3 separate regions of the Anas platyrhynchos genome follow, and all the other regions are linked to region 1. The links are chromatin contacts, called in public Hi-C maps. All regions are on one chromosome and are shown on one strand. The core of a region is the stretch at or near the end of the contact, and the rest is flanking DNA. Distances in the headings are between cores, read along the strand shown. Region 1 overlaps TMCC1 (transmembrane and coiled-coil domain family 1). Region 2 overlaps TMCC1 (transmembrane and coiled-coil domain family 1). Region 3 overlaps TMCC1 (transmembrane and coiled-coil domain family 1).

Evidence for each region. Hi-C and Micro-C count contacts between places; a contact is called where the count stands out from the background.
Region 2: a contact with region 1 is called in a Hi-C map of subcutaneous adipose tissue, with 2.5 times the contacts expected there. The contact joins two enhancer-like sites. A contact is called at or near these places in 4 of 8 Hi-C or Micro-C datasets (F5 follicle, liver, skeletal muscle and 1 more).
Region 3: a contact with region 1 is called in a Hi-C map of F5 follicle, with 1.8 times the contacts expected there. The contact joins two enhancer-like sites. A contact is called at or near these places in 2 of 8 Hi-C or Micro-C datasets (F5 follicle and skeletal muscle).

The regions. Positions count from the first base shown.
Region 1 is chr13:412,671-416,729 of IASCAAS_PekinDuck_T2T, forward strand. All of the region lies in intron 4 of TMCC1 (transmembrane and coiled-coil domain family 1), which reads left to right. Among named protein-coding and RNA genes, the nearest start is that of TRH, 19 kb to the left of the region's middle. Within about 2 kb of position 2,096, at least 3 of the 8 cell types and tissues checked have an H3K27ac peak or open chromatin away from gene starts, as enhancers often do. A contact at or near this core is called in subcutaneous adipose tissue, where this site is marked.
Region 2 is chr13:510,309-514,367 of IASCAAS_PekinDuck_T2T, forward strand. It overlaps TMCC1 (transmembrane and coiled-coil domain family 1), which reads left to right. Exons shown (of 10, transcript XM_072044563.1): 10 at 1-1,214. Among named protein-coding and RNA genes, the nearest start is that of PLXND1, 18 kb to the right of the region's middle. Within about 2 kb of position 2,368, at least 6 of the 8 cell types and tissues checked have an H3K27ac peak or open chromatin away from gene starts, as enhancers often do. A contact at or near this core is called in subcutaneous adipose tissue, where this site is marked.
Region 3 is chr13:477,002-481,060 of IASCAAS_PekinDuck_T2T, forward strand. The region is part of intron 7 of TMCC1 (transmembrane and coiled-coil domain family 1); the gene reads left to right. Among named protein-coding and RNA genes, the nearest start is that of PLXND1, 51 kb to the right of the region's middle. Within about 2 kb of position 1,885, at least 1 of the 8 cell types and tissues checked has an H3K27ac peak or open chromatin away from gene starts, as enhancers often do.

The DNA.
Region 1 (4,059 bases), core at 846-3,345:
GCCTGCGTATAGCAGGAGGACTTCGTCACGTAAAAATGTAACTGGATTTGTGCTTGCTAGAAGAGGATTTCCAGCACACCCAGCTTGTAAACTTCACTGTTAATAACCTTGATTGTGAGCTTCTCATGGACACTACAATGTTACATCGCTTCTCTGGACACTAAAATGACTACAGAGAAATGAGACATTTTGCTTTTTTTAGCTTTTCCTTGTTCACTGGGGATTTATTTGTGTGGAAGATTTTCCAGCATGTGTGTGTTTGGGGCAGACTCCACACAGGCACCCAGCTTGCAGAAAAGCACCTAGATATGAGGAGTCTACCTGTTTTCCCAGCAGCACCTCCCTGATGGACAGAACAGAGAGAACCCAAAGGGAAGCTTTATCCACAGTGTTCCTGTGAATCACCTTTGCCCGGCTACCTTAGCTTGGACAGTCCAGTTATCTTGTAAGTATTTGAAAAGTTGGTCCACGTCCCCCTCCTTCCCTCCTGTGTGAGCTCACACAGATGCTGCTTGCACAGCACAGTCCAGCACAGCACCGTACCTCACTGCACCACGCTTCACCGCATGGCACTGCAGGGCATGGCACCTCGCCGCACTGTGCCTCACTGCACTGCAGGACACGGCACCATCCTGCACTGCATTGCATGGTACCACACGCCATGGCTCTACACCGCAGCAGGGGCTGGCACAGAGCACCTTTGGGCCACTGGGCCTGGGTAGTACTGCCCCTTGGCGCAACCACCTAACAGACCTCCCAGACAGAGGACAGACCACCACTGTTACAGCAATGCAGGCAGGCTTGCCCTCTTCAAATTGGGCTTAAAACCTGCTCAAAGGTCTGCACTTCTCCTTACTGCATTCAGCAATGTGGCAAAGCAGGTGGCAACCACAGCCTCCACATCCACAGCCTGCCCTGTTTCAGGCTAACTGCAGGGTGCAGCACACACCAGTATGCACATCTGCACCCCTGGATTGATTCCTGGGTGCATTCTGGACTGGGAGGATGGGAGTTTTGGGTGCACATCCACTTGCTGTGTGGCCATTACCAGCTCATTTTGAACCGCTGGGTTTGAAATACTGAATTACCTTAGGTTTGGTTTATAGGTATTTGTGGAGTGGACATAGAATTTGTTCTGCCAAGCACCGGTGGGCTTGCAGGTCAGGCCAGCGCCACAGCTTTTGTACGCAGCTCCAAGGCTTGGCTTTGCCATGTGCACCATGACGCCTGAGGACCCCGCGCTCTCCTGGAGCACAGGTGCTGGGAGCTCCCCTGCCAGCGGCTGCTGCACAAGGTGCCACGAGCCAGCCGGCCAGCGGCCGCAGCATGAAACCCCCCATGGCTGGGGCAGGGGGGCGGGGGAGCTGCTGGGCTGCAGGGCCCAGCGGGGCGGTGGGAGCTGTGTCCGGGCTGCCCTCGGCACCTGAGGCCCGACTGTGAGGGGAGGGAACGGCCGGCGGGCACTGCCCAGGGCTGCTGGAGGGGCTCCTGTGCCAGCCCAACTGCAGCGGGCTGCCAGGAGCGGCAGGTGGCACTGCTGGCTTAAAAACCAGAAGAATGCACCCCATCAGTTTGTTATGCTCACACGCCTCTTGCAGCAGCTATGCCTCACCAAGGGGAAACAAAAATGTCCAGAGTTTTATCCTGGTTCTCTGAACACTGCTGGGAAGCACCAGCAATCTCTTCAAGAAATAAGAGCAAATGTACAGGCATACACTGCGAGGTGTAGTTCAGATCAGCAGAAGGGATTAGATGTGTTCCCTCAGGGGAGCCATGATGCTGAACATTGTGCTGGACTGGGCCCCTGTCCTCTGAGCTTCAAACTCCCTATGCCTGGAAATTTGGGAAGCCCTCTCCCCCTGCCTTGACTGGTGTAATGCGATTCAGTTGGGAGTGGACCCACCGACATGGGAAGTGCTCTATCAGCTCTTAGTATTCTACGCAGATTTTGCAGAGTTTGGATTTGGCTGGGTGAAAGGCCTTTAAAAAATTAGGAAATCCTGAATCAGAGTGAGAAGGGCATGAGATTTCCTGCAGTGCTGTAGGCAAAAACAGGGCTGGTCGGCAGGGTGCCAGATGACCAGGGAGGCAAACAGCAAGTTTGCAGATGACACAAAACTGGCGGAAGTGGCTGGTACACCACAGGGCTGTGCTGCCATCCAGACAGCCTGGAAAAATGAGCAGACAGGCACCTCAACAAGGAGAACTGCAAAGTCCTGCGCCTGGGGAAGAACAGCCCCATTCACTAGTAAATGATGGGGGCTGAACAGCTGGAAAGCAGCTCTGCAGAAAAGGACCTGGGGATCCTGGCAGACACCAAGCTGAACCTGGGGCAGCAGCGTGTCCTTGCCGCAAAGAAGGCTCGTGTCATCCTGGGCTGCAGCAGGCAAAGTATCGGCAGCAGGTCGAGGGATGTGAGCCTGCCCCTCTGCTCAGCACTGGTGAGGCCACAGCAGGAGTGTTGGGTCCAGTTCTGGGCTCCCCAGGACAAGAGAGACGTGGACATGCTGGAGAGAGTCTGTCAAGGGGCCCCAAAGGTGGTGAGCCACAAGTATTATTAGTCTTTGTGAAAAACTCAAACTTCCCTTCAGCTCAAAATCACATTTTTTTTTAATATAGCATCTCATCTGCAGAGAAGGTTGGACATATTTATCTAGCTCAATAGCATTGATTTGAGGCTGACTTGCTTGGAAATGGCACGTGGAAAAGGCTTATTTTTTAATTACTATTTGCATTCATTATTTTTGCTTTATTAACTTCCTAGGGTGGATTGGAGCACTTAAAACAGACAGAGCACTTTGCAAATGAAAGTGCATTATTTTTCATCACATTATTGCATTACACCATTATCCTGAGAGTAAAGTGCACCCTTCAAGTTATAACAAGCTGTAATTTCATTGAAGGCTCCCTAGTATTTCTGCAACACTATAGCGTAGCTGCAACAATTTAGTCACAAGAGCCAGAAAATCAAATTGTAGACCCTTTAATACCCAACCGGGGATACTCTATTGCTCTAATACATCCCAGCTTGGGAATGTTTCTGCTGTACTGAAGCTGGATGGGTTGTACCTTTTGAAGACATTTCAAGCCATAGTAGTCATTCAGAGCCAACTTGGCATAGCTGTCCCTTTCTGCTCCTTAGACGTAGAGGTTGGAGCCGAGTCTGTTTGGCAATGAAGGGGTTGTTTTCTCCTGCTCTTTGGGAGGCTGTGCTCTGCTGCTTGAGCCATGAGGAACAAGAGTGAAGGAGACCTTGAGAGAATGCTTTCTGCAACTGAAGGTAGCTGCTGACTTTGAGATCTATGGAAGCAAGCCAGGAAGCAGAGTTTATTGGAAGTCTGTTTGCTTACAACACAGTGAAGGAATCTCACTGCGGTACAGTAAGTGCTGCACATTTTGCAGCACACATTTTGATTTCGTGCTGGTGTTGTAACTGGGTGCACCTCATTCTCACTGTTGCCTGCAGATGCCTTGTGAGCAGTCATGCATTTTTGATGCAATGCTCAGCCCAGCCTGAAACACAGAAGTGTTACGATACCTGGAGCTTGGTTTGAAACTCATTGTTGAAATACAAACCGCTGTCTCACTAGTACAGTAATGTGGCATGGCTCTATGCACATCAGTGCAAGAACAATTTCTGATCTTGGATTTTGTGAGCTGTTCATACACGTACCTAGGACTAAGCAAGTCCCTGATGAGGAACCACTCCTGAGGAATTTCAAAGCAAATCTCTGTTACCATTCTTGGACTTCTGGGATTTAGCCTGAAAAGATTTCCCTTAAAGCACTTTACTGCCTGCTGTTTCTTGGCTGTAAAATCCTTCTAGCATTTTGTAATTTGACAGTTTTAATAAAATTTACTCCATTGTTTTATAAGGGAATTTTCTCTCCAATAGCTGGCTTCTGAGAAAAACAGGGTTTAAATTCTACCCCTCTCAAATTTCTTCCAGCGGTGACTATTTTATCAGTGCACATTCTATTTTGTATTCCATCTTTGTTATGCTGCAGCTCACAAAATTTTCATTCTGTTGCAAAGCAACATGATTTCACTGGGCTTTTA
Region 2 (4,059 bases), core at 1,118-3,617, 98 kb after region 1:
TGTTTGTCTGTCTCTTTCTCTCTCGACAGTTTCTTCCATTCCAGAAAGTTGTCTGCAGTAATGCCATATATGATGCTGCATCCACTTTTCATATCCTAACAGAACTGCCATGTGTTTTGCCTTTTGCATTAGTAGAATGTTTTGGGGTTTTCCTCCCTCTTCAATTCAAAGGTCTGTGATGATTTCTGATAGCTTAACAATGATTATATTGTTGGAAATGTGATTCTAGCTTTAAAGCTCCCTTTGCTTGTAAGTGGTTTTGTTTGATTTCTTGATGAAGCATTCCTGGATGACATGTCGAAGACAGTTTCCACCATGGATGCGAGTGTGCATGTGTGAGTACCTTTTATTAGCCTTCCTTATGGATGTAAACTTTTTAGTGACCATCTCTGAGTAGCAGAATGTTTCCCAAAACATTTCATATTCAGAGTTGAAACAATTCTGAAATTGCTTAGATATGTTTAGAACATATCAACTTGGCATATAAAAAGGGAAGAATATAATGGACTATGTTAAAAAAGCAACAGCTCCTCAGTGAAATTCTGTGGTTCATCTGTTGTCCCCTATTTGCTTTGTCAATGTAAAAAAGAAAAAAAAAAACTGATGCAAAAAACAAAAAACGTTTTTAATTTTACGAAGTTCTCTTTCCTCTCAGCCTCATTAGTTTAGTTTAATGATTCTGAGCATGCTCACAGCAATTATTTCATTGGTTTATTCCAGTCCTGTGAGTTTTTAAGGTCTGATCAGATGAAATGTTGAGTTCTGTACATGTTGCACTGGGACAGAAAAGCACTGTCTTTCAGCTTTGAAAAATATGCATTTTTTAAATTAAACAAAAAGGCAGCATTGTAACAAAAGAAGCCAAGCTACAAAGGGGTTCGAGATTGGGTAGTTTTACCAGTTAAGTGAATTCTGAATGTGGCTAAAGAGTTTAAAACCCCGTGTGTCTGTGTTGTGTATGCCAGGTGGTATAGTAGTAGGCAATTGACTTAGCTGTAAGTGTGTTTTAAAAGTGTAAAAAATAAACAGAAAAACTCACTTGCACGGATTGAAAAGTACAGAAATGACACTTGTGAACGTAACACTGTAGTTTATAGATCTTAAGCTGCTAATTGTTGAGAGAGATTTACATTTGTCTTGTATGTTTGTTGCAGATTTATCTGCAACACTTTTACTGTATATAAAAAAATTTAAATAAAGACCTCAGCTATTAACACTGGCCTAATTTGCATGTTTCCATGGGTGCTAAAGGAGGGGATCAAGAAAAAAGAGGGAGGGTGTAAAAAGTGTGCTGAGCTCTGAGAGCTTCAAATTTGAGCAAGGTCTCCATAAATCCGGTTATCAAACTTCATCCCATGTGCAGCCATACACCACCTGGCCCTGGTGAGAATAAATTGGCTGTTTGGTGTGGAGGAGAAGGAGGAACATCACTGCATTATTTTCATCCCTTTTGTTCCGGTCCCCTGATACTCCCACAGCCTGGGGCAGCCCCTGGACGGGGGTCACTGCTGTTCCCACAGGTATCTGACCAGTCTGTACCATGTGCATGTCACAGGGTTTGTTTGCTCTCCTGACCTGCAGTGCTGTAAGCCTCAGCTGGACGGTGGGCACAATTCGATGAAATGACTTGCCCGAGAGCTGTCTTTGAAGAAGGAGCTGGTCCTGTCTGTAACGCAGATTGCCCCAGCGGAGATGGCCCTGCTGCTGGCTCTCACATCTTCGGCCTTCTTCCTTACTGGGCTTGCAGGATCAGCTCAGTGCTGGGCTGCACATGCAAAGGAGGGTGCATTTCTAGCCACCTGCATTTCTCACGTGGAGCTTGTCATGGAGCAGGTCCTGGCCCCAGCTCAGCTTTGAAGAGGAAAAATTCAGCTGGTAGGACTGCAGTCACTAACCAGCAACCCATTCCCTCTTGTGCTGAGTAAAGGTCAGAGAGCGTTATGGTGTTGGTTGGACCACCACTGTGAGTATAAATATTTTGTCTACCAAGTTTTGCAGACTTTTTCAATTCTTTAGTATTTGTACGAGCTGGGAGTGGGCAGATTTCTCACTGATACAGAGGAAACACTCATTCCTCTTGGTTTTGGTGAGCTGGCCTTGAGAGCAAAGAACCAAGAAGGGAATGGCAAAAACTTTAAGGGAAGGAGATTTTTACGTTTTCACAGAAAGACACAAATGCTGCAAAAGATACAAAAAGATGAAAACGCAAAAACAACTGTTTTCAAGGCAAATTCCAGCAGGTTATGGATGAAGCAAGTGCATGGGCCTGCTTTTGCTAGAACTGACTCAGGATAGGACGTGGGTGTTGCTTGTGAGGTTTAATGTGTCTGCATTCTTTTGAGGGTCACCTGATAGGGGCTGGTTGGGCTGACTGTGGTTGCTGCATGTGGCTCAGGATCAACAAGAGGGCATAAAGACCAAGGGTGGCCTTCTACATCCAAGCCAACAGTTTTAATCCCACCATTTAGAGGATTAGGAGTCATTACTCAGCTTTTGGTTGGTATGTGGGAAGTGGTTTGATAGCTCCACCCAGGTCCCTGGAGACAAACAAGGCTGTAGCAAGGGTACAGCTATGCTGGGTTGCACCATGGAGGTGGAGGAACAGCTGACTTGTCTCACTGGAGTATACACTCCTTCAGGTCAAATGGAAACATGATGTGTTGATTGCCGAAATTTGGGCAAACAAACAGTGCTCTACGACAAGACGTGTCTTCAAGTTGTTCCTTAACAAGCAGAAAGTCCACTTTCTCCTTTAAAGAGTTGGTTAGTGGTTTGTTGGCTTCCATTGAAATCTCCCACACTGACTTCAGAGGTCACCAGAAACGTAAGGAAGTGGGTTCTCTGCTGCCTGAGCTAGTATGCAGTGGAACACCCCTGGTCAAACCAGCTTTCTTGAGGTGTTACGTCCTTAACAAGATTCCCTTTGACCTTAGGAATAAGAGTCCACGTGCTCTGCCTTTCACACCTTGTACCAGGCCTGTGCCAAAGGGGCAAAACAGGTTATGCTGAAGCAGAATAGGAGACGCTGCCTGAGGAGCAAAGCAAGAAGAGGACGGAAAGCTCTGGTGGTTTTCAGCCTCCCTCCCCATCGCAGGTTTCCCTGTAGAGTTACCTGCGTGCAGCTGATGTTCAACTTGCTTTGCTACACACACTAAAGCACTTAACCCTTAAAGGGTTAAATATCAGTATCTGCAGTGACAACTTCAAGGACATCCCTGTCTCCAACTTCATTGTTTAGGGAATTCTGATGCCTAACGCTACCCCTGATGAGGGAGTAGGAGCTCAGTGAAGCAGCTGAGTGCGATGCAGACACCGCAGTGGCTCTCCACATGCTCGCTCAGCACCCCATTGCCAGCAGGTTCGGGCACTGCTGCCGCGCCTGCACCTCCCCTGCGCGTTTCTCCAGCTCCTGGATGTGAATGCAAGCTCCGGGTCAGCACAGCTCCCCTCCAGGCTTGCATTTAAGTGCCATAGCAGCCAGCTGAGCGGGCTGTGGGTGAGATCGGAGGGAGCGAGAGCTCTCTGTTTGCTCAGGGAGGGGGCCGGGCAGCAGGAAGCACGGTCATCCGCCCTCGGGCACACCCTGAGAGCTGAGTGGGCATTTTGGAAACGGACATCCTGCTGCCTGGGGGATCACGAGGCACGGCGGGGCTCATAGGAGGGCACGGCTCGCCATGGAAACGTCTTCAAGGGAACAGCAGCCCCGGGTGCTGCTGGCCGGAGGGGCGGCGCGGTGCGGGGTGCGATGCAGGTGCTCCTGCAGGCCTCCCAGGGGCTGCCGTTACGTTGCTTCCCAGAACGTGCTCTTGACGGACCTTTTTGCTTCTCGCGAATAAGCAGGCAGCGGGCAGGCGGTGACGGGGCCCGGGCGCAGCGCCCCGTGCAGGGACACCGCGGCCGTGCCCCCGGGACGGGCCCGACCCCCGCCCTCTCCCCGGTGCACGGGTGCCCGAGCAGGGGGCGGGTTACGGGGTTACGGACCGCTCTCAGCTCCAGCGCTCCACAAAAGATTTGGCTGCCGCGCCTCGAATTCACGTGAACCCGAGGAACTCCCGGCCG
Region 3 (4,059 bases), core at 635-3,134, 64 kb after region 1:
TAAAAAGATTTGAGTAAGTATTTAGATAAAATTATTTGAAACTCCACTTGTTCCTTCTGAAGTCCTACTTGCCAAAGTCTGATTTCATAGCTCTTAACCGGCATTGAACAGTGGAATACATCAATACCTCCTATCAAGAGAGAGACTCATTGTTCAGCTTGAAGTCCTTACAAACTTGTCAGCAGCTGCAAAACGGGCACAAAACCTAGACTGAAGTGGCTCGTGAGGTGATATTTTCAGTCAGTAATAGGCTTCCTGAAATCTTTACCTTTCATGAAGGCTCAGTGCTTTAGTAACTGCGATGGAAAATGTTAGGTGACATGCCCCATTTTAAACCTGCACCACAAACTCTAGTATTATGATGTTGTGTTATTTTACACTAAAAATACCTTTTATTTTTCCAACAAATACTGTTTTGAAGAAGGGGAATACCTACACTGTAGTTCTTATGCAAGCAGTAATTGTAGCTTTGTAGAACATAAGGTAGAAAGGTTTCCTTTACTGAGAGACAATATCTATATGTGGGTTCAAAGTTTGGCTCAGCATGGGAAATTAGGTCCCTTTCCTTCCTATTTTTCCTTCCTCTACCCTGTTTTATCCGGCTGGTAACTCCAATGCATCTCTACCCCTTTGTACAAGGAAAACTGTACTCAGAAAACCAGAACCTGCAAATAAGCAAAGATGCAACCCCAGCAGTCCTAGCCGCTGTAGAGGCTGTAAGATAGGAAAACTTCACTGTTCATCACTGTGTCACACAGCACTTCATAAACTAAGTTGGAACATTTTTAAGAGCTGAGCCATGTGTCTATTGTAGCTTCCTGCCAAGCTAAGGATCCCTGACTTACAAAAAGCCCCAAACTGAACCATTCTTCAGGAACAGAGCTAATGAAAAGAGAGCGATTACAATTTTTGATGATGGATTCAAGTGCCACACCAAGAATAAGGTTTGCAATGTTAGTAAGAGATAAAAGAGAGTTCCTCAGATCGCTATTTCTAGGGAGCCCATGTTTCGGTTAGGGAGTTAAACTGCTGGAACATCTTCCTGTCTGCTGTCTATTTAAACAGTCTTTTGGAGCTGTAGTTATGTTTAAATACACTGTAAAGCAGATGTCTTGTACTTTTATAAATGTACAGTGATTTTTGGATTTACGTAGAAGGGATTTCCTAGTTTAGTTAGAAGAAAGCCTCTTACTTTTCAAGCAGATCAGGAGAATTGTGAATTCTTCAGGACTTCAGAAAGAAAACGTTCTTTCTGAAAATAAATTCCCCTACGTTGTGTGTGCAGGCACCGTTGAAATCTGGCAATGTTTGCCAATTTTGAAGAGCTTTGTTTTTAGTCTGTGTGCTAAATCTGTGTGTTAGTTGTGGACACATACCTCTTGTCTTGAACTGACAGAAAAGCCACACTAAATAATACAGATAATTAATTTGAAAAACACAACAAAGTTTGTGGTCATTTTACTATTTTTCAATTGCAACTGGATGAAACTAATGTATGCACTATACAGTCCAGACATATTCTGGTATCGACTCATGTTATGTTTAGCTTGAATACAAATAAGTATGCACAGTGTACAACCACCAGATTTAGTCAGGCACAAAAAGGAGATGATGAAGAAATCAAGTTAATTAAGAAGAACTATCGCTCCTGCAAGTATCAGGATTTAAGAAAATGATAAATAAGCATCCATGCACAAACAGCTGGAAGTAATACTTGCTTAAAAAGTGTTGGCTGCTGAGCAAGTCCTTCTGTTTTCTTCAGGTTTTAAAAATCAATTGTGCCCTTGCTTCTCTCCTCCCTTCCTTCCTCCCATACAGGCACTGTGTGCACGCACTCCCCTTCCTTCATTCCTGTGCACTTGTGCACGCCCCCCTGCTTTCCGCACACGCCTCTGGGTTTGTCTCTGCCTGCTGGGGGTCACCAATGGTGGCCTGGCCTCTGCAGCCCTTCCCAAGCACCACGCTGCATGCTCCCATGTGCCAGGCAATTGTGTGGCTCCTCTTTCCTTGCTGGGGGGGCTGAAGCTGCATCATCCATGTGTGAACAGCTGCCCAATGCTCGCATTTAGCAGAGATTCTCCAAAGTTATGGTCTTGAAGCTGTTGGGAGTGACAGAAGCAGGTTCTTCAGCTGGCTTTTCCTAATTAAAATTCAGAATTTGTGAGCTTTATGCCTATTAAAGTGCCTCTTTTGAGACCAGTCAGGGGTGGATTTTTTTCCCTAACACAACTCAGTTCTCCCTCTTTATGATTATACTTTGAACTGTGAAACATTTCCAGATGCATACAGACAGAAGTTGTATCATAGCAGTGCTTACATACCTGGAAGTTGAATTTCTAGTAGTCTAGCCCCATCTTTAATCAAATCTGTCTTAGTCATGCAGTTTTGCAGGAGTGTGTTTGCCCCGCTCTTGTGTCTATGTATGGAACTGAAAGACTTCTAACCACAATGTTTGTGATCAGTTCGTCTGCATTGAATGCAGCAGAGATGAAATTACTTGGGCATCAGAGAAGGTGGAGTCTGAAATTTTTTCATCTGTAACTTGGTCATCTGCTGTCTCCAGAAATCCAGTGTAATGTGTGTAATTTGATGTGCTGATACCAACTCCACTTCACTGCCTTGTAATTTTTCCTCCCCTTACCTGTCATCCTTCCTGTGGAGAGCCTGACTCAGGAGGCTCAAAGCAGATCTGGATCTCATGAGCCTTGTATGTACCCAGGAAGTGTGAAGGGAGCTGATACCCCAACTCATTCTACTTTTATTGATGTTCTGTGTGCAGTGCTAGGTTGGCCTCTTAGTAGCCCTTCCTGAATCATTAAGAAGTAGGGTCAATGCAAGTATAAAGCCTGTGTCTGAACAAATACTCCAAAAATAGGATTTAGATTGATGACTAGTTTCAGTACTGGATTTCAAAAATAGAAAAATACAACTATACATTTACTTTGCCATGGTTGCTGAGGCTTCTGATTTGCAGTTGCTGAATGCAGAGCCCACTCTCTATTTCTCCAACCGTTTCTCTTTGATTTTATGTAACTCAGTATTAAATGGAGTAATCTCCTTTCTCCTGCAGATGAAGGCCGTACCAGGTTAAGCTCTGATAAGGATATGGTTTCAGCAGTAGCAAGCAGGTTTTGAGCATGTGCTTTCTTTTCCCACTTGCCTCATGCCACGTGTCAGTTGGACCTCGTATTCCAGGGTGTTTATATGCAGTGGCCTCAGAGGTGAGCAATGAAGTTTAGTAATCCAAACCATAAAGCTTTACAGACAGCAGTGACTCAAGGCTGATAGTGCAAAGATAAATCGTGTAATAAATTAGCAAATTGTGAATCTGATTTTTCTCTTAAACTTGCCCACAGTACTGTGGGCCTGGAGTAATGTGAAGTACTACTCAGCACACCTGATGCATCTGCAGCACTGGCATTCAGCTGCATCTTCTGAAATATTTGGTTTCAGCCCTGAGCGGGTTAATCCTGTTTTTCCCCTGCCCCTGACGTTTTGGTTATCTGTGGCCTGCAGCAGGAGCGTTTGTGCAGTTCCAGGAAGTCTCACCAGATAAGCAGCTCCTGAGCCCTCCTGCGCAGCAGGAAGGTGGAGGAGAAGGGCAGCAGGTGCGTGGCCACACATCTGCCTGGCTGTGCTGTGCCCCCACAGCGCCTGGTGCAGTTTTTGCAGTGAGACTATGCTGAGTTCCCCGCTGTTTGTGTCTGCTGAGGACTCGGAGCCACATTAGGGATGTCCTCCTAGGGTGCTGGCCTAGTTTTTTTCTGCTAATTGTATTCTGCCTCTGTAGGCTCCTATGCTCTTTTTAAGATTCTTCCCCCCTGTAACTGCTACTTGTGACCTCGTTTTCCCAATTTTACTGGTATAACGTGCTCTTAAGTTCTTGCTGTGAGGAGCTTGCTAAAGCTCACTTTCTTACCACTTAGATGGGCACCTCAGGTGTTCACAGATATTTCACATATATGAAATACTCTAGTTTAGGAGGAGGGAGTGGAGGTTATGAAATACTCCAGATTAGGAGGAGGGAGTGGAGGTCACCTTTTCTTCACAGCCTGAGCA